Linked DNA regions of Mus musculus: all the other regions are linked to region 4. Evidence: chromatin contacts called from public HiChIP or PLAC-seq, Micro-C and promoter capture Hi-C data. All regions are on one chromosome and are shown on one strand. The core of a region is the stretch at or near the end of the contact, and the rest is flanking DNA. Distances in the headings are between cores, read along the strand shown.

Region 1 (6,086 bases), core at 218-2,717, 510 kb before region 4:
TGACTCTGAGATCCTACCAAGCTAAGATTCCTTCACGAAGTTCAAAGACGTTGTGGGGCTTCTGAATGATATTATCATCTGTGGCAGTCACTTGCAAATCCGTATACTCTCTGATCCTTTGATTGGGGTCTAAGTCTATTAGGATCTAATATTTCCCTCAGCCCGAAGTGGGGAAGGCTGGGGGTCCATTCCCTCCCCCACTGTTCTCTATAACTGCAGAGAACTCATCTTTTGGGATGCTGAGTGCAAGGATACATCTGTTCCACAGGCTCTGCATCTGGGAGAAAGAAAATACTTATGAGTCTGTTGATTGAATGTGAGTGAATGCATACAGGGTCTCTCTGGGGCTGGGGCTGGGGCTCAGTGGCAGGATGCTTTCTTTCCTGGTTTTCCTGAGGATCTGGGTTCCAGCCCCAGTGCACTGAAAAGAGGGGGAAAAGCCTCTCACTCCACCTCCTCTCTAGTGATGTCCATCTGTTGTCTGTCATTCCACTATCAGAAGATAGGAGGATCCTAAAACAACAGGCCTCACCTACTGAATTCCCCACTAGCTGCACACACCCCTCACAAAGGAGGTCCTGAAGGCAGGGACTTTGCCCAGTTGTGCAGATTTGTGCATGACACTAGAATAGTAAAGAATACTATCAGTTAACTCAGGGCTCAAGAAGCTATCTCAGTGTAAGAGGTGGGGTGGGGCGGGAGAGCCTGAGATAGTGAGACCCTGAGCCCCAAGAGGCAATGGAGATAGGGAGGGAGGGAAGGAGATAGCAGGGATGACCCATTTGAGACGGAGAAAGGGGCAGTTAGGACTTAACATCAACCAAGGGTACTGGCCCAGAAGGAAAGTCACACAATGCTGTATTTAATTCATCCAGGATGTTCCCTGCTGTATACTACTTCATGTCCAGTGGAACCACCTAGGTGTCTGTCTGAAATCAGTTCAAGACTTGGTTGCCAGGGTGAGGGTCCAGCTAGAATTCTCAGGGCCTCTCCTCCCCAGGGATGTTTCAAGGGTGAACCCTGGTTTGGAGAGGGACCCCTGCCTCTGACTTTTTCCTAAGGCAAAGGAGAGGGCCCCTGACTAAGGAGTAGCATCAGGGGTCCCTGATTAAAGCTTGATAACAGTAGGCAATGGATCTACTGGGGCAGAGCAGGGTCATGTGGGGCAGAAGGGATATGTGATCAGAGCAGGCTTGTGTGGGCAACCCCGAGAAGACGACAACTCCAGTCCCCGAGCGCAGGACTTTGGAGCCTGTCTGCCTTCAGTTCACTCTCGAGTCTAAACCCTGCTTTTCCACGTCCAGGACCGCGGAATCCCAAGAATGCCCTGGCTCCCAAGGTCTAGCTGGTGCGGGAGGAGAGTCCCCTCTACCTAGTAGGGCGAGGGGGCAGTAGGACCCAGGGGCTGGGAGAGAGCCCGCAGGCACAGGGGCGGGAGCCAGGGTGGTTTGGGGGAGGTCTTTGGCTTTTTTTCTCCTCTCCGAGCCACGGCGCCCTCCGGAAGCGTTTCCAACTTTCCAGAAGTTTCTTGGGACAGGCAGGAGGGGGTGGGGCCAGCCATATATAGATCCAGGGCCCGGGGCAGTGAGCTGAGCAGAGCCTGTCTGAGGAGCGATTGCCCTGTCGGTCCCGGAGCAGCCCAGCCCGGCCCAGGTGAGGGGCGGGAGCGGCCGGGCGATTTGGGGTTGCGCATTGGCCAAGGGGGAACGGATCGCTCCAAAGCTTGGGGTCCTGACACAGGTGGGCAGTGAAAGATCGGACTTGGAACTGTCACTTGCCTGGGTTCCCTGGAGCTGCGGTCTAGTACGCGGACTGCCTGGTAAAGTACGGAGAAGTCTCAGCTCGGGGAAGGTTAAAGGTGGTGAGAGGGAATGCGTAGAGCTGGGACTAAATGCTGGTGACCTTCTGCACAACTGAGAGGGGAGGGGAAAGACCTGACTGTCCCATCGTCCACGGGGAAGGGCCAGCTCTGCAGTCCCTAACTCAGGAGTGGAGGCCCAGGGACCCGCAGTGATTGATCCCAGACCAACCTCCCCACAGGCTGTGTAGGGGCCTCTGAACCTAGCACAAGAGGTGTAGACTTGGTGTCTCATCTCTAGCTGTTAAGGACCCCCTTGCTTTGGGGAGCAGTCGCTTTTTAATCAGTATCCTATGTGGAAGGTGGCCGGACTTGACCAATTAGTTCTGCTTTCACCTCACCCGAAAGGGGTGTCGTCAGGGTCCACAGGCCCTGGGTGACTTGAGTCACCCTGGTCCTTCCGTCCACCCATCTGGTTCCTGCAGGGCGAGGACTTCCTCTGAGGCTTTGAGGTATCCTGCCTCCAGCTTGGGGGACATTCCTGAGCCTCCAGACGAAAGGAAGAAGGCATCCATTCCCTGTATGGTCTAACGGCCTAGCTATCAACTTCCTGTGCTTCCTTCTGGGCCCTTTGGCATCCAGGGCACGCATGGAGGCCCTTGGAAAACTGGGGGCTTTGGTTGCCTGGAAGTAAGGCCGAGGCCACACCCTACTCTCTGATAGTTCTGTACCCATCCCCCATTTCCGTCTGGTCCTTTGTCTCTCTCCGAGGATTCCCTGCCGAGGTGTTTTTGTAGTGGGTTGCTGTGTAACAGGACTCCACAGTGGTCGGCCTGGGAGCTTTGCTGAAGGCAGAGCCCCCGGGAGAAAGCCTGACCTGCTTGAGCCGAAGAGGCCCAAGCTGGGCCCTGGTTTCTGCCTCTGCAAAAGAGGTCATCCACCTCCTTACTCCGGGTACCCACTGGGGACTGGGCCCGACCGGCCTCTGCTCCCCACGTCTCTAGGGGTTCCCATTTCTTCACTCTTCTGTTTTCTTTCAGAATGAAAAAGGCAGGCAATGATCTCCCTCTGAGGCCCTTTCAAGGTACTTTAGACCCACCAAGTGTCTGAGAAACCCCCTGGTGCTCCTCCCTGCCTCCTGGCATCTGCTCCCCTTACAGGCTTCCCATCACAGGCTCCCTGGCCCAGTGGTGGACACGGCCTTTGGCTCTGTGATATCTTATATTTTTTTGGTTTTGTTTTGATGGTACTGTAAAATGTCTAACCTTGGCCGGAGGGCTGGCGTTTCCCTGTGGCAGATGGGCTGGGCTTGCCTGTGCAGATGGGCTGCGGGAGGTTGGCTTGCTTGCAGAGACTTGCCTACTTTCATCCCTAATGCTGGGCTTAACGGGGTGGCCCTTCTCCCCAGCCCTGCCTGCCCCCTCAGATTTTTGAGGCACAGTTGTAAAACTAAAACCCCTGAGGCTCCTGGATTCCCCCGGCAAATCCTCCTCACCCCAGGTTCCCAAGCCAGGCCTCCAGGTTCTTACCCTCGGCTGGCCTATGGAGATAAAGCAGCTTTTGCCTGCCACGTCACCAGGGGCCTTGCGGCTGCCAGAGGAATCCCTAACTAGTCATTTGGAGCTTTTTGGAGAAGCCCCTCCCAGCCCCTGGTTGGCTGAGCGTGGGGGCTGTCAAGATGGTGGGTGCCACGTGGCAGGGTTAGGTTTCCCTTCCTTAGGCAGGCTGGTGGCCTCTGCTGGATTAGTGGTCCTTTGAGGAGGGTGGCCACGTGCCTGTTGATATGATATTTCCCATCATGGATCATTTCACTGCTTCACTCTCATTTGTGAGTGTACCATGAGTTACATGGTCCCCCTGTCTTTGAGGTCTAGTGAGGAAGGAGCCAATCTGGACTTGCGGATCCTACCTCTCTTAAGAGTGAGAGGTCTCACATTGTTCCCCAGGCAGCTGTGAGGCTGTGGTGCCCATCCCCTCGCCCCCTCCATGAGGCTGTGGTCCTCATTCCCTCATCCCCTCCATGAGGCCGTGGTCCTCCATCCCCTCAACCCCTCCAGGGCCTTTGCGCTGTTTCTCAAGGTCCCTAGATGGGAAGCAGCCGAGGAGGTATGGGAGCAGCCCGACCCAGCTATATAGGTTCCTCTCCAAAATCCCTCACTCTTTCAGGCAGGCCAGGCTCTCAAGGGGCTTCCAGCAAAGTTTGGAATTTTCTATCTTCCTAAAAGTCTGTGAAAGGGGGGGTCTTCCCGATCAGGGGCACCCCGTCTTCCTCCAGGGTTCTTCCTGAACTTTCGGCTCTGTGGTCTACTTACCTGAACTGCTGCATGAAGCAGAGGTGGGGAGGGCAAGCTGAGGAGGCTGTGGGAACGGAGACCTTTGTGACCCGTGACTTCACAAAAGGGGACAGGGCTTGCCTTGGGGACTCCTGCTACTGCCGGAGTTTGGGATGGGAACTTGAAGGGATCTTTGAGGTTCTAGAAGAGATGATGATGTGGCCATCCCATGGGAGTGCAGAATGGAATCTGTGCCTCTGGCTTCCTAAAGGATGGAGGGAAAGGGTCCATGCTCCACTGAGCTGTGACTCACCCGCTTCCTCAGGATCTTGCCCTTGTTGCTCCCTTAGGAAATCCATGCCACTTGAAGTTTCTAAAGGCTTGATCCCAAGAGCGTTTGTCATGGGATTTCCCATCCAGTTCAGGTGTTTTTTGTTTTGTTTTGTTTTTTTTTTTTTTTGTTTTTTGTTGGTAGGTGGGCAGGCTAAGTCCCTAAGGAAAGAGTCTGAGGCTGGTTGGTAATGCATGCGAGTGCACACTCAAGGTCACCCTAGGGGCAGCAGAGTAGAGCATCTGGGTTCCCCCATTTTAATAGTGAACTGGGCAGTAACTTATTAATGTCTCAGGGCAGAATGCAAGGCACAGAGAGGACCAGCTGACAAATCCATTCCACATTGTGTCCTCTGCCCAGACACCTGTAGACCCCCAGCCCAGCTGCTGCCTTTCCTAACCAACAAAGGCCCTGAGGCTCTATGAGACTAGAGCCAGATTTCACAAAGGCCAACATGGGTGCCATTCTGGCAGTAGCCCTGACCCTTAGAAACAGTTATGCCAAATGCCAGGCACTGGGATGCTGTAGGGAACCAGATGTGCTAGATTTCCAGCCCTAGTGGCTACAGCCTACTTCAGGACACCTAGAGAGTCATAATAAGTGAATAATTAGGTATAAGTGTTGAATGTCCCATGGGGGACTTCAATAGGTGGCCTAGTAATATACCAAAAACTTTGTTTTAGGTAAAGAAATCCAAGAAGGTCTCTGAGGGGCTGGGTAGCCCTGAGTCAGGTCTGGAATAAAGAACTGAGTTCTCTTGTTCCTGTCCCCTTGGTGGCTTAGTGGGTCGGCTAGGAAGAAATGCATAAACTTCAGGGTGGCTCTCTCTTTCTCTGAAGCCCTCACAGGTCCTCTGTGGTGCACACAGCCCACCTCCCAGCCATGCGCTCTCTCCTTCTGGGCACCTTATGCCTCTTGGCCGTGGCCCTGGCAGCCGAGGTGAAGAAACCCCTAGAGGCGGCAGCCCCTGGTACTGCGGAGAAGCTAAGTTCCAAGGCGACCACACTGGCAGAGCGCAGCACAGGCCTGGCCTTCAGCCTATATCAGGCGATGGCCAAAGACCAGGCGGTGGAGAACATCCTCCTGTCACCCTTGGTGGTGGCCTCATCCCTGGGTCTTGTGTCACTGGGTGGTAAAGCCACCACAGCGTCGCAGGCGAAGGCAGTGCTGAGCGCTGAGAAGCTGCGCGATGAGGAGGTGCACACGGGGCTGGGTGAGCTGCTCCGCTCCCTCAGCAACTCCACTGCGCGCAACGTGACCTGGAAACTGGGCAGCCGCCTGTACGGGCCCAGCTCCGTGAGCTTCGCCGATGACTTCGTGCGCAGCAGCAAGCAACACTACAACTGCGAACACTCCAAGATCAACTTCCGAGACAAGCGCAGCGCCCTGCAGTCCATCAACGAGTGGGCCTCGCAGACCACGGACGGCAAGCTGCCTGAGGTCACCAAGGATGTGGAGCGCACGGATGGGGCACTGCTTGTGAACGCCATGTTCTTTAAGCGTGAGTCTCAGGGATGGGGTGAAGGAGAGGGGAGACTGTTTCCCAGGCCCCTGAGCTTGATTCTCCTTATGGAAATCTTTCATTGTTTCTCATGTGAGCACTACCACAACGGGCAGAGTCAGGGCTACTGATAAGCCCATTCTTCATGCTAGAAACCAGATCCAGGAACCAGGTAGGAATCTC
Region 2 (5,830 bases), core at 107-2,606, 700 kb before region 4:
AGGAAAGCAATGGTAAACGGCAGGTGCAGGGAGGCTAGAGGAGGGGCCAGAGAAGATGGCAAGGAGACTCTCAAGGGCCAGGAAGGTGAACCAGTCTGGTCATAAGGGTTGACCCCACGAGCTTCCCTGCCCCTCCCTAGCCCTCCTACTTTGACCTAGTTTCCATTTCGAGGGCCTAACCTTTCCTCTCAAGGCAAGCTCTACAAAACAGTTCCCGTCACCCTCCCTCAGCTACATGGAGCCCCTAGCTATGTGCTTTGGAGGACAGAGGGGAAGAAAGCCATGTGAATGGGGACCTGCCTTCCAGGTCTCAGAGCCTTCCACTCTGTGACCTGTGTTCCCGGCCCTGCTATGAGGAGTCAGAAGTGAGTGTATCCACTGCTCTGAGGATGTCAGTCCCTGCAGGCATTTTATGCCTTGCATGTGTGTGGTTAGCCTTGATGTGTCACTAAGACCTGTGGCCACATCGTGTCACGTCAGAGAGGGTTGACAGACTGCACGTACTAGCTTAGACCGTGCTTTGCAGCACCCAAGTGCCAGGCTACGTATGTCGGTGTATGCCCGCATGTGTGTAGCAACACGAGGGTGTTGTTAGAGCTGGTGCGTGTTCGAGTGGGACCTGTGTATGCTAACAGGACTGACAGCAAGAATGTGTTGACAGACTGGTGTGTGCGTGAGAGACCGTATGTGACGTCGTCGTGTCACAAATGCGAAGTGTGGCAACGACTGTCAGTGTGTGCCTGCAGAAGGGTGCTCATGTGTTTATGAGCTTGTGTGTTGTGTGTCAGCCTGCCCCAGAGCGTCCTGAAGTCTATCGACCAGGGCTGGGTGTGTGAGCTCGTCTCGGCCAGGAGCCGTGAACCCAATGGGGTGGCCCACCCTGGGTGCCTCGGTACACATGGTTCTGGCCAGAGAACCACACAAGAGACTTGGGAGGACAACAGAGTGCCAGATCCCGGGTGACGCTGACTGGAACCTCCGCCCGTGCCCTCGCCCAGGTCGTCCCCACGCGCGCGTGGGACAGGGCGGCCACCCGCACTCACCGTGTCCCTTTGTCGCCCATGGTCCGCGGCGGCCGCAGGGAGGTCCGCGGCGTCAGCGTCCAGGCTGGAAAATCCCCGGCCGCCAGGAGAAGCGCGGGCCAGCCCGCTCCCGGCTACCCCGCTCCGCCTCCTCCGCTGTCGCCGCCGCCGCCCCCGCCCGGGTCCCCGCCCGTCGCTCGAGCAGCACAGCGCCCAGGCCGCCGCCAGGGGCGTGGAGCGTGCGGGTGTGAGCGCGCGTGTATGCCTCCGTGCGCGGCTCTGCGTGTGCGCGCCCAGAGAGTGAGGGCTGCGTGGCCGGCCGCGGCTGGTCCACGGGAGCGCGTGCACGCAAGCGCGTGCCAGTGCTGGTGCGTGTGCACGGCTGTGCGCGCGAGCCTGTCGGGAGGTGGGGTGTGGAGAGAGAGAGAGAGAGAGAGAGAGAGAGAGAGAGAGTGTGTGTGTGTGTGTGTGTGTGTGTGTGTGTGTGTAGAGGTAGCACGTCTTTGTGCAGTTGTGTATGTGTGCTCACAGTCGTGGGTGCGAGCGCTCTCTCCCGCGCACGCCAGGACTGGCCTTTGTGTCTGCGGATAGAAGCAAGCGGAAAATCCGCAGACTTCAAGGCCCAGCCTCAGAGGCGCCCCTGTGTGAGGACAGCGAAAGATTCCAAAAGCCTAGCCAGGCCTTCGCCCTTTGCTCCACCCTCCCCACCCCCGCCCTTCTGGAGAGATACCACCCAACGACACAACAGGGACAGGAAGAAGGGGTGGGGGCGGGCAGCGGACTGCAATGCTGGAGAGCAGATGAGAGTGGAAAGGGGAGGGGCAGGCAGAAAGAGGAAGCAGTGAGAACAGGAGATAAAGAAGGGACCGAGAGCCAACTAGCTGGTGGCCTGTAGCATCTAGCATCATTGATATAGCACCCAGGCCTAGCTTAGGTGCCTGTAATGACTCTGGACACCACTCAGCCCATTTCAGGTCTATTGGCTGGGTCCTAAGACCAGCAGATGTCCTGTTCAATTGTTGAAGGAATCTGCTTGTTCTTGCGGGCAGACACCTGCACACAGCGGTGTCCAGCAGAGTCTACTGTCTGCAGCTTTCTTGGTATCCTTGGAAACCTTGACTTTCCTTACGTTTCCTACCCCTGGAGAAGTAGCCGGTGTGCAGTGGGAGGGTAGAGTTCAGAGGCTAAGAAGGGGTAGGAAAGGGTTTGAATCCATTTTCTCCTAGAAGGGATCTTGAGGCAGTGGGAGGAATGTAAGGTCCTCAGCCCCTCACTGCTGGAGTTTGACTAATTGGCACTGATAGGTCCCTAATATCGGAGTATTAACGATAGGAAAGGAAGCTATCATTTACTCTGATGCAATTGCGGGGTCTGGAAACATCTCCTGTAATTATGTTCAGAAGCAGTTACCTATGCTGTTTACATAGAGTGTGCTGTTTATAGAATTGGTAATAATATCCCAGGATAATGACTATAATTATGTCCAGATTGGGGAGGGGTGGGTAGAGGCTAATGGACAGGCAGGGTGGTCCACATCTGGGCAATGGTAAGAGCTAAGAGGAAGTGGATTAAGGTCTGTAACTTCACCTGCCCTTTCTTAGCCTCTGGGATCTTCCCTTCCTCCAACCAGGGCAGAGCAGGAAGCCACCTGACCCTTCTGCAGGCCGTTGTGGGGGGCTCTTGAAAGGAGCAGAGTAGGGTTCTCTATTGATAGCAGGAAGCAAACTTTGTGAGCTCAAAATCAAGAGGCCTGGTCTTGTACTCTCCACGGGGGCTTCGTCCAAGCCCGATGAACTCAGGACAGTGCCCAGTGCCGATGCTCAAAGCACATTCGCCATCCTACTTAGTAAGTATCTGCGGTCATGTCACTAAAACAAACAATGTTGTCGATCACTTCTCAGCAAACCAACAGTCCAGAAAGATGCCCCAGATGGCTCCAGGTCGCCCCCACCCCCACGTAGTTCTTTCTAGACCAGCTTTGGAAAGCATGGCTCTAACACTGAGGGACACTGAACAGACTGGTAGCTGGCGGGTGTCAACACGTGGCTCAAGGTGTCAAGAGCATCCTTTCTAGCCTGTAAACCCATGAGGGGTGGGAGGTGTGCCTGGTGCTACTTGGCACTTGCAACTCTATGAGCTAAATGCTTGGTTGCCTTTTCTAAAATGAATGAACAAACTGGTGCTTAGAGAAATTAAATGGCTCACCCAAATCCACAGACTCTTTTTTTTTTAAAGATTTATTTATTTTATGTATATGGGTGATCTATCTGCATATACACCTGCATGCACGAAGAGGGCTTCTGCACTCTCTAGAAATAGCTGTGAGCCACCATGTGGTTCCTGGGAATTGAACTCAGGACCTTTGGAAGAGCAGCTGGTGCTCTTAACCACTGAGCCATCTCCCCAGCCCCCCATAGCCTCCTCTTGATCTTGGCCTCTCTTTTCCCCAGCTTTCCTCAACAGGAATCAAACACAGAACATAGACAGAATTTGGCTGGGTTTTTGGTGTTCTTGTTGTTGTTTTTCTTTTTTGTTTTGTTTTGGTTTTTTGTTTTTTTGTTTGTTTGGTTGGTTGGTTTGTTTTTTTCGAGACAGGGTTTCTCTGTGTAGCCCTGGCTGTCCTGGAACTCACTCTGTAGACCAGGCTGGCCTCAAACTCAGAAATCCTCCTGCCTCTGCCTCCCAAGTGCTGGGATTAAAGGCGTGCGCCACCACAACCCGGCTCTTGTTGTTGTTTTTAATAGTTGTTTCTTGTGCCAGTTGTGGTTCTGGGGAATTTACAGATTGGTGTCAAGCAGGACAGAGCTTTCAATGGAGAGAGGGGTCTAGAATGGGAGGCAAAGGGGGCCGTTAAGAAAACACTTACATCTATCAGGCCTAAGGAAAGCACTGATGTATTCATTCAATAATCAAAATTAGCAAAACTGCAGTAGAGGTCATGAGAACTCCTTGTCAACAACCTAGTTTTAGTAATAAGTATTATGAAGGAAATGAAACATAGTGGCTGGGACCGGCGTGCTTAGAGATAAGACTCTTCAAGGAGGTGACCTTTGGGCAGAAACCTGCACCAAGAAGCCAGGGACATGAAGGGCTGCCAGCTAAAGGACCAGCAAGGAACCAGGAGGGCGTGTCTGGCTTGGTAAACAGGAAGAGTGCTTGCAGGTAAGGCAGGCAGCAGTCAGATGACACAGGTCTCACAGTTAGGAGTGAGGGGCATGGGAAGCCAATTTAAGAAGAGGGTTTAGGGCCTCAATGTGTCTAAAACCTTCACCCGTGGGCTACACACAGCCAAGAATACTCATAAATGTAGCCCAACACAAAAACATAAAGTGCTTTCAAACATTATGAGATATTTTTTGTGTGTGATTAGACAGAGCATTTCTGGTGTGTGAACTTTGTAGATGACGGTATTGGGTCCTGATGTTGAGAGCTCAGACGTACCTGCAGATAATAGCCCCGGCTTTACGTTCTCCAAGGCTGTGCTGCACATCACTGGATGGAGACGAAGGGGAAGAACAGAGGCTGGATGCCCCCTTTGGTGTCCTGGTACCGCAGTGGGTGGGGCTAGAGCTGCGGCCCAGAGATCATAGAGAAGAGATGACTTGTGGCCATACTTGGAGGCTGTATTCCAGTTTCCTGTGTCTGTGATACAGCACTGTGGCCAAGGCAGCTTGAGGAAAAGCTGACTTCTGCTTACGGTTCCAGAGGAATAAGAATCCATGATGGCAGAGCAGAGGCGTGGTAGCTATAACAGGAAGCTGGGTTCACATCTTCAAACAGTAAGCATGAAGCAAAAAGAGCACACTGGCTAGCTGGGCATGGCACACACCTTCAGTCCCAGCACCCAGGAGGCAGAGGCAGGCAGATCCCTGTGAGATGGAGGTCATCTTGGTCTACAGAGTGAGTTCCTCTGTAGAGAGGTCCTGTGTCACACTGGGAATGATGTGACACTTTGAAACCTCAAAACCCATCCACAGTGACCTACTTCCTCTAGCAGGGCCATTCCTCCAGACCTCCTCAAACAGCACCAGCAACTGGGGACAAGGGCTCCAGGAGGACAGGGTCCTGTGGAAGACATTCTCAGTCATACCCCTACGGAGGTAGAGCTCTCTCTCAGCTACTAGCTGTGGGGGTGAAAGATTCAGGATGGCTTGGAGGTACAGGGCCATCCGTTCAACAGCCATGCAGGGCCCTCCTTGTGTATTTCTGCAAAGTCATGGTCCAGAGAACTGGGAAGTTCCACCCTTCCTATCTCAGCCTACTTGATATGCATCCTCCACCCGAACACCAGAGAGATTTTCCTAAAAGGCAAATGGATCCCAGTGCTGCAGCTCCCAGGAAACAGTCACCTCTAGCTACACACCACCTCCAGCCACACACCACCTCCAGCCACACACCACCTCCAGCCACACACCACCTCCAGCCACACACCACCTCCAGCTACACACCATCCAGGCCTCACAAGCCATATGGCCAAAGATGACCCTGCTCTTTTGATCCGCCTGCCTCCACTTCCTCAGTGCTGGGACTACAGGTATGTACCACAGCACTCAGTTTATGTACTCCTAGGGATGGAACTCATGCTAGGCTTTCTACATACTAGGCCTGCATTTTTCCAAGTGGGTTACACCCCCGGCCTCCTAGTAACTTCTTGTATTTAAAGAATGAGCTCGCCGGGTGGTGGTGGCACGCGCCTTTAATCCTAGCACTTGGGAGGCAGAGGCAGGCGAATTTCTGAGTTCGAGGCCAGCCTGGTCTCAAAAGTGAGTTCCAGGACAGCCAGGGTTACACAGAGAAACCCTGTGTAA
Region 3 (5,438 bases), core at 95-2,594, 540 kb before region 4:
GAGTCCTTTAACAGATAAAGAGTACTTCAGTAACTTGGGGACATTAACTATGGGAAGCAGGTTGTCCCTCCAGCCCGGACCCCGGGAAGAGATCTTTTGGAACAGGGAAGCCCTGCCTTCAACGCAGGTTCACCTTTCCTGGGAGGTGGCATGCCCATGACCCAAGAGTGGCTGGTAAGAAGGACCTCTTCGGCTTCAGGACCAGTGCCTGGATTTCGATGCCCCAGAGGCCCCCACCCTGCCAAGCTCTCACGTGCATGCAGGCTATCCACTTCTTTTCTTCTCCCCTCCCTCTTTGCTCTTTCTCTCTTTATCTTCTCCCTTCTCCCCAGTCTAATCCTCAACATGGAAGGCAGAGGACCTCAACCCTGCCACGCCTCAGTTTCCCCAACTGTCTGCGCCCATAACAATACACAATAGCTTTTATCTCGGGGTTGCTATGAGCTTTGGATAAGGAACGACTTGTGCAAGGGCGGGGCTCGGACCTGCACACAATGGGCACTCAATAAGTGCGGGCTTCTCTCTACTATCTTTCGCGCGCCCTCTCCTAAACAGTTCACTCTCTGCCCGTGTCCCCTCCACGCCCTCCGCTGACCCGGGCCCTGCCTCTAAGGCTCCCGGGACTGCTCCCGCCGCGCATCCGGGGCTCTCACCTGCAACCTCCGCTCGCTGGAGACTGTGGCAGGAGAAGCCCCTGTGTTCCCCTGGGAGCAAGCACCCCAAGATCCTTAACCTAGGGCGGAGAAAGGTGGCAGCTTCGACTCGCCCAGGGGTTCGGTCCGACTGTTCTGCCTGCTTGGGACCCCTCACGGTGCGCTGGACCCGGGCGGTGCCAGTACAGTTTCAAGTCCGGAGCAGTTCGGTCCAAGGCAGCTGAAGATTTGGTTCTCCAGGAGCTGGAGGCCGGTGGGCGTCCCGGCTCCTCTACACTCAAGTCCCAGAGCTGGGGCCACCTTGCGCCGACCAGGGGGCGGAGGACACTCCAGCAGAGATGGGTCAGTATGATGGGGCCGAGAACGTCCCGTCTCGGAACTCCGGATCAAGGCCGGGGCTCGAACGTCCCAGCAGCTCCAGACCACGGGGCTAGGAAAGTCCAGGCGCGGAATGCGGGGCTCGGACAAGCAGGGCAGGGCAGGGCAGGGCAGGCGGAGCGCCAGCGGCCGGAGCAAGGCGAAGAAGTCTGCCCAGGTCCCGACGCCGCTCACTCTGCAAATCTGGGCGGACCTGTGCCGGCAGCGGACTCCAGAGCTCCGGGCCGCCGCTCCACTTCCTCCTCTTACCGGCTCCCCGCTCACCGCTTGCTCAGCCTCGCGCCGCAGCCTCTGCTACTGCCGCTGTCACCCTAGCCGCCCACCCCCACCCGAGCTGCAAACCGAGCCGAGCCGAGCCGAGCCGAGCCGAGCCCTGCCGAGACAGCTCCGGAGCGCCTGCGAGCTTGGCCCCTCCCCTAAAGGGTGGGACCAACAGAAACCCCGCCCCTGGCCGGGCCGGGAGCAAAGGCGGGGCGTGAGAGACACTGCTAGGCCGGTCCCCGGCGCAGTTGGGCAGCAAGAGCCAATGGGAGAGTGGAAGAGGGGTGGAACTCTGCTGAGCGTGGTCTGGTGCCGCTGGAGAAGGACAATGAAAGCTGCGCGTAGCAAGCGAGCCAGCCGCCTGGAGATCAAGATGGTGGGCTCGGGGGCCTGGGTTGACTGTGACTGAGCACGAGGCCAGCAGTGGGAAAGGGCGAAGCATGGAGGAGGCGAGGTTAGGACTGGGATGTCCCTGGATGGCGGAACCTGGGGCGTAGCGTGATACAGCCAGCCTCTTGCTCCTCCCCGCTGCTAGGGCTCCTTGCACTGAGTAGCATTTGGGAGCAGTGCAAGGCTCTGATTTTAGGAAGCGATGCAAAAAAGTTTGTAAAAATAAAAAGCAGATCTGTTTCCCACACTTCCCCTTTCCCAGAGTTCTGCGGCTCAGGGAGGAACGTCGTTATCAGTTTCAAAAATATGAGCGGAGGTGTGTGAGGACAGCTCACTTCGAATCGTGACTTCTGTCGGCTGTGCACCTTCCCCACCCCTCCCTGTCTTTGAAGTATCCAGCGTCCTGTGTGAGGCACCGAACAGGAGTGAAGGGTTTGATATATGAATGAGTGTTGCGAGTGCGCGTGGGCAGGGCTTAAGTCACTAATTGGCTTGGGGAGCCCTAGGATGAGGCAGCCCAGCCCAGGTTCATCTGCAAGCCTCAAATCAATTTTCTGCGTGAAACCCCTTTGTCACTGCTGTGGACCAAGACTGTAGGGGGCGCATGGTGTTTTCCAGATTGCTGTTGCTGGTATAGGATTCTATCCACCAACTCTGTGACATTCCTGGACTAGACTGGCTCTGGAAGATGGCTTTAGCCTCCTAAGGCGATGCCAAGGTCATCCTTGACTACACAGTGAATGGAAGCCAGTGTGAGCCTGTCTCACAAGACATAATAATACCACCTTAAAGAAACTCAAGACACTGCAACTTGACAGTCGAATGAGTGAGGAACCACATGGGCTTAGAAGACCAAAGGAATGGCTTTCCTGACAGAAACAACAGCACTTACAAAGGACACCTCCAGAGATCTCTGCCTCGTATTGGTTAGCAGAGGCTTCCCTGAGCAGGTTACAGGCAAACTGAGGTCAAAAAAAGCTAGCAAGGTTAGTAGGAGTTGACCGTGCTCCTGAGAAATCCTGGCAGCAGTAGAGCAAAAGTCAAAGTGGGAGATTCCAGCGAGGCAGGTAGAAGGGAGTTCAGACTTATCCAAAGGACCAAAGATCTCTTAAGATCCTCCTGAGCCCACAGCCCAGCTGGATGCTGATGAGATCAAACTAGGAGGAGCTTGGAGTTTGGATTCCATTAGCAGAGGGCTGTGAGAAGTTTTCAGCACACTGTCAACATGATGGAGTTCTGTAGGGAAACAAGTGTCCTTAAAACACAGCGCCTAGGGGAGTGGCAAGGGCCTGCCTGAGGATTGAAGCTATCCATATCACACTTGGTAAGGGTGCCAAGATCTCGTATACCTTCCCCTTGGCCAAGAACCGTCAGCCTTCAGTTGTCAGCCCCACGGAGCCCTGAACTCTTAGCCTGCTATTGTAGCTCCTTGTCTTTCCACCTCTTCTCCCCCCCCCCCTCCCTCACACCTCTCTCAGATTCGCTAACAATGAACATCATCCCTACACAGTTCCTCCGAGTGGCTGCCCTTATGGTCCTCCTGGACTGTCGTGAATCCCACCTTGAGTTTATTCCTGCTCCCCTGCAGGACTGAGGTGAGAGTTGGAGAGCCAGTGCTCATCAGCTTGCCTGACTGCTGTGTCCTAGAGCCTTGCCTAGACTCAGTAATTGAGTCACAAATGTCACCTTCTCTGAGATGCCATCCTGAACTCCCAGGCAGCCTTTAGTCTGATTTGCTTACATGGAAGATTCTTTAAGAATGTTCATGCCTCATTTCCCTCCCCCTTCATGGCTGGGAGCTACTCTGTGGATGTATGTCCCCACCCACCATGGCCCTTGAGAGACCTCAGCGTTAGAAGATGAATGAATGAGGTTCTCAGAGTAGAGCTGTCTGGCTGTTAGGACAGCCTCTTCAGGAGGTCAGATGGACAGAATGTCCAAAAGAAAAAAGCTTTTCAGAACACAGCTTCCTCGATGACTCCTGAGGCCCACTTAAGGTCAGCAAGTGGTGAACGGCTGCTCAGGTCTCAAAACACCCACGTTTGCCCTCTGGCTGCCCCTATGGAGGAGAAGGAGTTTTCTGATCTGGGGCAATCTGGCCTTTTGTGGTGAGGGAGGCCACAGAGTGACAGTGGATGATTGGTGGTGGCTTTGTCTGGGAGGCTGTCAGTGCATGGCCTGGCTTGGAAGCCATGCCTGGAGGCTGACAGGAGACAGTAGCCTTCTGTGCACCCCACGGCTCCTGAGAGCCTTGTGCATCTAGCCAGAGCGATCTGCAGATGCCGCTCCGCAGTGTCCGTGCAGAGGGCACTTTGTGTTCTCGTCCTAGATGGACACTCGCTTGCAGGCTGACAGTTATCAGTCACTTTGCATTCCTTCTCTAAATAGGCCACCTTGGTGTATAAACTCTCTTCACTGGATAACTTTGCACTCTGTGCGTGATGGGAAGGCACCGTGCTCGGTGGTGGCAGGGGTGGGGTGGGGATGGGTGGGTACTAAGACTTAACAGGCAGAGGTGATCCTATCCTTGTGCAGCACACTGTCTAGAGCAGTTGGTGGGCTCAGCTGAGCTCACTGCACCTGCAGATTCTGGATGCCTTTCCACCTTGGTCTCTATCTCCACCAGTTCAAAGTCTTTGCGTGTGTCCCTTTCCACCAGGGGAATGCCCCATCCCTAAAGGCTTCTCCAGGAAGCCTCTCCAGGTCTCTCAGTGGGCAGCATTGTGGGCTCTGTTGCAATGGAAGTCTTGCCCCCCTCTTGTAATTTATGCCCAGGGATTAGGGCAATGAGAGTCAGTTTCCCAACCCAGTTAGAAGCTTCTAAGGACAAGGGATGGGACAGGACCCCTTGGCCCTGCACTGAGATAGTGTGCTTCATTCTCTCACTCTATGACCCTATGTACCCTGTGCTAGACCAAGTAATATGCCACATATTGGATACCCAGGCTGGGACAATGACACTCTCTAGGCAGAGCCCTTGGTCCAGGACTCTGCATGCAGCCATATGCCAAGTTCTCTGTGAACACAGGGGTTGCTCATTTAGCTGGCTGTGCAGCAGTGTTGCCACAGGGAGAGCATCAGAGCACTGGATACCTGGAATGGTTGACATTGTCAGACTGGCCAGATTTGGAATCACCCAGGGAACAAACCTCTGGGCACGTGGTCATGGTGGTGGGGGCTCTACACTGGATTTTTCTTTAAAGAATTATTTATTTTATACACATGAGTACACTGTTGCTGTCTTCAACATACCAGAAGAGGGCATCAGATCCCATTATAGATGATGGTGAATCACCCTGTGGTTTCCGGGAATTGAACCCAGGACCTCTGGAAGTGCTCTTAACTGCTGAACCATCTCTCTGGCCCTACACTGGATTTACTAATGTGAGAAGTCCCACCCTAAGTGGAGGCAGTGCCATCCTATAGGCTGGGGTGCCAGTCTGAATAAAGTGGAGGAAGCAAGCGGAGCATCATCACTCAGTACTCTTGGTCCTGACTGTCACTGCAATGTGACCCATAATACCGCGTCCTTGACTTCCCTGTCATGAGGAACTGAGCCTCACGCTGTGAACCAAAATAACCCCTTCCTCCCTCCCTTCCTTCCTTGTCCAAGTTGCTTTTTGTCACAGCAATTTAGAAAGTAACATACAATACCTAAGGATTTAATAAATCCAATATAATCAGGGGGCCCTGTTCACAGAAACATGAGCAGGGAACAGTCGAGTGACAGATAAGGAAGTCAACCCATTTGTAGAA
Region 4 (5,938 bases), core at 1,189-3,688:
GTACTCCCAACCCTTATCATTATTTTTAAATGTTAAGGCAGAGTCTCACCACGTGGCTCTGGCTGGCTTTGAATGAACCTGTACCTTGGCTAGGCACTGAACTTGCAATCCTCCTGCCTCAGCCCCTTCAGTAGCTGAGATTACCAGCCTCTGCCACCAAGCTTGGCTATACTATTCTTAAGCTTTGCTTCTCCCAGGCCCTCTATTTTCCAGCTGCAGTAATAGTTCAACCATTATCAAGGGTTAGCCTCGTAAGCCCTCTGCTTGGGTTCCTCTGATCTCACAGCCACAGGGCCAGCATGTGACCTTGTGGCCGCTACTTACCATCTCTATACCTTAACTTCCTTATTGTGAAGCAACGAAAAGTCAGTCTGTCACCTATCTCATGGAGTGTTAACAAATCAGATAGAGGCCTGCAGCTCTCAGAGCTGTGTAATAGGACACCCTGTGGTCCCTGCTCCCTGCAGGGGACAGGGGATGCTCCTGCCCCCATACTTCTGTCCTTGTTCTTCCTCCAGCCTGGGACACCTGCTTCACATTCCATCTCTGCCCGTCAAGTCCTCCCTGGGGGATGTCTTGAGTGCAGACTCTGAGCTGTGCCCATGTGTGTCAAGGCTTAGACGTAGTAGAGCAAAACTGGGTGTTGCTCTCAGCCGGCCTCGTACCCCACCCCATCCCCAGCACACGCCAGCTTGGGACTGTGTGTGTCACATGAATCCTTAGAACCTCAGGACGCCCTTTGTAGGGCAGATAAAGAGAGATGAGAGTTGTGTCCCCAGGACTCTATAAACAAAACAAGTCACCCAAGCTTGGTGCTAGGCCATGAAGGCCCCTGTAGCTCTCAGCAACCCCTTCCTTCTCTTCACCTCATCCCCTGGTCTGTAAAGCAATGGCTGAAGGGGCTTCTCTCACTGACTTGTGCCCAGCCCAATAAGCAAGAGTGCCTGACAGCAGCAGGAGGAGGTTCGAAGGAGCCTGGCCCAGGACAGACCCCCTTTCTTGTAAACCAGAAGTACAAGAAGATGGGATTTCCCTCCCGAATTATTTAATCAAGAACTCAGCACCAGAAAAGGCTGGACCAGGAACCTCCAGTTTTCCAGAGGTTCAGTGTGTTGCAGTAATTCCTTCTTCAAAGCGAATTCCTGGACCGACCCTCTTCAGTGCCCATAATCTATCAATCCCTTGTTTGATCTGCAGGCTCCCTAACCATGACCTGAGCAAGGCAGACACATTCCTGTTCTTGACTCTCCCACTCCGGGCACTGTACTCTGAGAGTGTCCTCCATATCTCCTACCTGCCAAACTCCTCACTTGTGCAGCCAAAAGTGGCAGCCTCTAGAAAATCTCTGTAACCCTCATGGGTGACCCAACCAGGCTGCCCTCCTCCGAGCCCCGGAGCCTCCACTCTTACAACCCCTGGAAAGTTATTTACAGCCCGGGCTTATCTCTCCCAGCCCAGGGACAGATCCTTCAGGAAGGGGCTGCCTTTCCCCATATCCCACTCCTTTCACACTGCCTACGGCAGCCACCACAGGAGGAACTAGCACTGCACGAGGAAACCAGGAAAATTGCCCCCAGCGACCATTTATCCTTCCAGGACATCCCTTAGCTTCGGACCTTCAGCAGCTCTTTAGGGAGTCTCCAATCAGATCCCAAGGAGCCGGTACTAACTATCCTTCTGACAGACCGAGTACTCGGAGGCCCCAGAAGGTGACACTTCCCCCAAGGTCCCCAGGTGGAAGGGGTCAAAACTCTCTTAGCAGACCTCCTGGAGGCTGACAGGCCATGATCCCGAACTGGACCCTGTGTCCTGAACTGAGCAGACTCTCTCTGAGTTGTGCCACTTGGAGAGGATGTTTCCCTAGTCCCTCACTGGCCTTTGAGCAACCCTGGCCTGGATGAGAAAATCCGCTCACCCACTTCGCAAGCCCGCGGAGGGTAAGAACAGCATATCACAGAAGAAGTCGCCGAGCTAAGAACGGCTCGCCCACGACGCCCAAGCCAACTTAGCCTCGCAGATTTTGGTGGGCTCACCCAACCTCTCCAGCTTCTCGCCCAATGGCCCATTGGAGTGAAAACGGAGTCCTACTTACAGCCACTTGATGCCATAGCACACGCCGGTGTGGAGCGCCAAGGCAAAGAGCAGAGCCTCGCAGACCTGCGGCCGCGCCCTCATCGTCGCGCGCGCCCGGCGCTCCCGGGGGTCGCACCCTGCAGGAGCCGCACCGAACTCCGCCGCCTGCAGGCCACCGCTGCTGTTCCTGCGCGCACGCCGCCTGCAATCACGGAGAACAGGGCGGCGGGTTAAGGCGGCGCGCGGGCTGGGAGGCGTTTTATTCAAATTACAAAGGAGGGGTCGGGCCGGGGAGGCTGAGCGAGGAAGGAGTCCGCTCTCTCCCCGAACCGCCCGAGACCCGCCGGCGTCAGGCTCGGATTAGGTGAGACCCTAGCGCGGCCGAGGGCGTGTCGCCCAGGGCAGATCAGGGTTGAGCGGCCCAGGAAGGACAGGGTGAAGCAGATAGGAGGTTCTCGGGAGACCCAGCAGAGAGTCTGGAGAGGACCGCAAGGAGGAGACCCCACCACCAGCAGCAGCGCGAAAACCAACTGACGTAGCGACCGCAAGGAGAGGAACTGATCCGGAATATGATTTAGGCTCCTATACTAATCCACGATATCGATTATTAGTTATTGCAGCTTTAATGAGTCTACAGTTTATTCATCTGCGAATGGGGTGATCTGAGCAGAATTCTCCTTTTACAGAGAACAGTCTCCCAGTGTAGCCAGCCATCTTTACTCCTCTCAGACCTGTGATGGGTATTGTCACTCCATCCATCTCAGATGAGGAAACCGAGGCCCAGAGATGTGGAAACATCTGTTCAGTTAGTTGTTAGGCTGTTCAGTTAGTGAGCACCCGTCTGGTGCTGGGCTGTTGAGCTATTTTGTCTACCTGTGCCGGGTAAGCTAAGGGCAGGGAGAACACAGAAGACGGTGCTATTTCTGGGCACCTACTTTCCAGTAAGGGAAGGGGAAACTGCAAAAATGGGGTGGAGGTGGGTGCTCTTTACACACTGAGGCATCTCCAGCGCCTGAAGAGCTACTTCAGACTTGCCACTTCAGTGCCTCGGTCCGGACGAGGCAGCGCCAAAGCTCCCTAGCAGAGCAGGGAAGCTCCAGGCCTGCAAGAGGTTGATTCTGGGACCGCCAGGCGGCGAGCTAGGGCCGCGGAGGAGCCGCCACCCCGCCCGCTTGCAGCCTGCGGAGCTGCTTTCTGAGGCTTGACTCCCTTCTCATCATTCTCACCTCATTAACTCCCTTCCAGGCTTCTCCCAAATTTACCAACACCTGGCATTCGCCCCGAGTCATACACAGCCCCTCTCCTCTCTGGAGCAGCAAGGACAAAGGGATTCCTTCCAAAAGGGTCTACAGAGTCTGAGGAAGGAGGTGCCAGACTTGGGGGGGGGGGGGTCTCTGGAACAGGGAAGAGCGGTTCTCATCTGGCTCTGTGAGTTTGGGCAATTCCTCAACCACCCCAGCCTAAGTTTTCCCTTTTATTAAAAAGCAAAGACCTGGACTCCAGCTTTCTGATCTTCGTCTGATCTTCTCTCTGTATCCGCTATTATTATACATACCTGTGTAGCCTATGCACGCCTGTGTGTTTCAAATGTACAGGCTTGAACACACACACACACACACACACACACACACACACACGTTTGAAACGTCATAGTTTTCTGGGGCCTTCTGGCAGAATCCAGAGGAATTCAAGCAGAAAACCTTGAATTACCCCCCCCCCTTCACAGAGTCCCCCAAGTCTGAAATGCTTGGCACAAACACGACTCCAAGCTGGGGTCTCAACGGGATTTTTGGTGCAGTCCGAATCTTCCTCTTACCTCTTCCGTATCCAGATCTTTCCCTCCCTGTTGGAAGTTTGCACACTTCCCCCAAATCAGAAAAATGTCTGCAGGATCAGATCGCAGAGGAGGGGGGGGGCCTCAAAACACCAGTCATTGTCTCTTTGTTCCCACTTAAAGTGTGGGATCCCCGAAGGCACCCAGAGTTTCTAAGTGGGAAGGGATCGCTAAGTCGCAGAAGGAATCTCAAGGACTTACACCGGGGTATCAATATACGACTCCCAGTGAGAGGAAGGGTGGCCCAAACCGCACAGCAGTCGGTCGGGGACCCAGGCCTCCAGCTATTCCCTGCTCTTCCCAGCAGCTCCAGAGGCCCTAGACTTCTCCTTCCGTCACCCCGGCGCGTTGCTTAAAAGGCACCTTGGTCTCTGGGTACTGATATTATTCTCGTCCTACCTAAGAAGGTCCAGGACAGCCTTGGGAGCCGCTGTGTCACCCTCACCTTGCGCCCAGAGGGTCAGAGCGCATTCGTCGCTCGAAGTCCCCGGTCCGCCAGGGGGAGCTAAGCCTGGGTTCAAAGAAATATCTGCCCCGGCCTCACACAGTGGGACTTCGGGCTCTACTGTTCGCGTCTTGGATGAAGCGCAGAGTGACTTCCCTCTTGGCCTTGGTTATCCCTTAAGACTTGTTTTCGTTATCCCTGAACTAACTACGCAACCTCTTGCTTCAGACTGGGCGCCCAGCCTGCAATGGGAACAGTCTCATAGTGGGCCCGCGGGAAAAAAAAAAAGCAGTGCTTATAGAGAAAGAGAGAGCAAATCTTTCTTCCTCTCCTTGGACACTTAGTCTAAGCTACCCAGCTTGCAGCAGTCTGAAGAATGAGCCTCCCAGAGCTGTGCAAACGTCGGACACTACGGACACTGTGGCCCAGCCACGGGCCGCCAACAGGTGATCTTAAGGCTTGGAGCCTTGGAGAGCTTTAGAAACTTTACTTTAGATAACCTTCCCGCTCAGGCTAACCGGCGAGGATTGGCCGAGCCTCTCCCACCCCCGGTGTGCTATGCTGGCTCCAGCTTTGGTGCTGTGCGCCGGGACAATGTCCGCAATTGACCGACTATAATGACCAAATGGGCTGCTCCAAGAGGCTGGCCGCGCAGCACTCAAAACAAAAAGGGTGCGACAGGGACGCCGAGCGACAGCTTCAAGGTTACCTGCGAGGTTGCGTGAGACCTGACTTTAAGCTCAGCGGAGAGGCTGTCAGGATCTTCTATGTTGTTCCAGGTCACCGCGGAGACGCAGTGTTTGAAAAGTGGATAGGGAGAGTGCGGAACTCCTGCCACCCGCTGGAGCGGAATCCTGTGTTCCCAAAGACTGTAAGGGACACGGAGGCAATTCAGTGCCACGGGTGGAAGGTACCGGGCTGGTGGATGTAAGCCAGATGTTCGGAGCGCTCCAGATGTGTCACAGGGCGGGGGCAGGACTCTCCTCCCTATCCCCAGCCCCCAACCTGGAGCTGAGGTCGGTAAACAAACTCGCCCCCCTTCCCAGCTGCCTCTAGGAGCCCTTCTCACCTCTCGGAGCTATCCCCCCCCTGCTCTGGCAGGAGCTAGGGACTTCTCGGCTTTTGTCCCCCTCTCTTGCCTCCTCACACACACCCTCTGTCGCGGGATCCAAATCCCCCCACCCCCGGGATGGCTCGGGCGTGACCTCATCAACCCGCAGACTGCGAGGGAGGGGACCGAGTCCTGGGATGGGAGACAGGACGGAAGAACCTGAAGGGGGAGAACTGAAGGAACCATACAACCCACCCCATCCTTCACACACACACACACACACACACACACACACACACACACACACACCAGGCCCCTAGTCCCAGGGTCGTCCGGGAAGTTGCGTTCCCCCAAGAGGAGTTACTCGAAATGCTGCGGAGGAGAGAGGTGAGGAAAGGAGAGCGACGAAAGCCACTTTGGTTTGCTTCTCCGGGAGTGGGTGTCCTATCAATAAGGGGGTCTCTAGGGCTCAGTCGCCTCCCTCCCTACCCAGTGGGTTCCTGATTAACATTAGCCACGGCCACTGCTCACCTTT

What was found. Promoter capture Hi-C pulls out the DNA fragments that hold promoters and counts their contacts. A called contact is a pair of places that touch in the nucleus more often than the background predicts. HiChIP or PLAC-seq counts read pairs in DNA pulled down with a chosen protein or histone mark.
Region 1: a contact with region 4 is called in a promoter capture Hi-C map of embryonic stem cells, with 2.4 times the contacts expected there. The contact joins the promoter of Serpinh1 here to the promoter of Wnt11 in region 4. A contact is called at or near these places in 2 of 39 promoter capture datasets (embryonic stem cells and liver), 3 of 484 Hi-C or Micro-C datasets (the N1E-115 cell line and embryonic stem cells), 2 of 115 datasets of contacts at active chromatin or transcription factors (both in embryonic stem cells) and 1 of 9 other capture datasets (liver).
Region 2: a Micro-C map of embryonic stem cells shows a contact between it and region 4, with 3 times the contacts expected there. The contact joins the promoter of Arrb1 here to the promoter of Wnt11 in region 4. A contact is called at or near these places in 1 of 39 promoter capture datasets (embryonic stem cells), 1 of 484 Hi-C or Micro-C datasets (embryonic stem cells) and 2 of 115 datasets of contacts at active chromatin or transcription factors (bone marrow-derived dendritic cells and pancreatic cancer cells).
Region 3: a contact with region 4 is called in an H3K27ac HiChIP or PLAC-seq map of extraembryonic endoderm stem cells, with 5 times the contacts expected there. The contact joins the promoter of Gdpd5 here to the promoter of Wnt11 in region 4. A contact is called at or near these places in 5 of 39 promoter capture datasets (embryonic stem cells, hematopoietic stem and progenitor cells, liver and 1 more), 3 of 484 Hi-C or Micro-C datasets (all in embryonic stem cells) and 7 of 115 datasets of contacts at active chromatin or transcription factors (embryonic stem cells, extraembryonic endoderm stem cells and pancreatic cancer cells).

What each region holds. Positions count from the first base shown.
Region 1 is chr7:99,348,620-99,354,705 of GRCm38.p6, reverse strand. It overlaps Serpinh1 (serine (or cysteine) peptidase inhibitor, clade H, member 1), which reads left to right and starts at 1,467. Exons shown (of 5, transcript NM_001111044.1): 1 at 1,467-1,653; 2 at 5,242-5,903. The coding sequence starts at 5,285.
Region 2 is chr7:99,531,012-99,536,841 of GRCm38.p6, reverse strand. Arrb1 (arrestin, beta 1) reads right to left here and starts at 1,356. Exons shown (of 16, transcript NM_177231.2): 1 at 1,044-1,356. The coding sequence starts at 1,063.
Region 3 is chr7:99,377,424-99,382,861 of GRCm38.p6, reverse strand. It overlaps Gdpd5 (glycerophosphodiester phosphodiesterase domain containing 5), which reads right to left and starts at 1,344. Exons shown (of 18, transcript NM_201352.3): 1 at 654-1,344.
Region 4 is chr7:98,835,345-98,841,282 of GRCm38.p6, reverse strand. Wnt11 (wingless-type MMTV integration site family, member 11) reads right to left here and starts at 2,438. Exons shown (of 5, transcript NM_009519.2): 1 at 2,093-2,438. The coding sequence starts at 2,175. It overlaps Gm33770 (a long non-coding RNA gene), which reads left to right and starts at 5,188. Exons shown (of 3, transcript XR_378356.3): 1 at 5,188-5,368.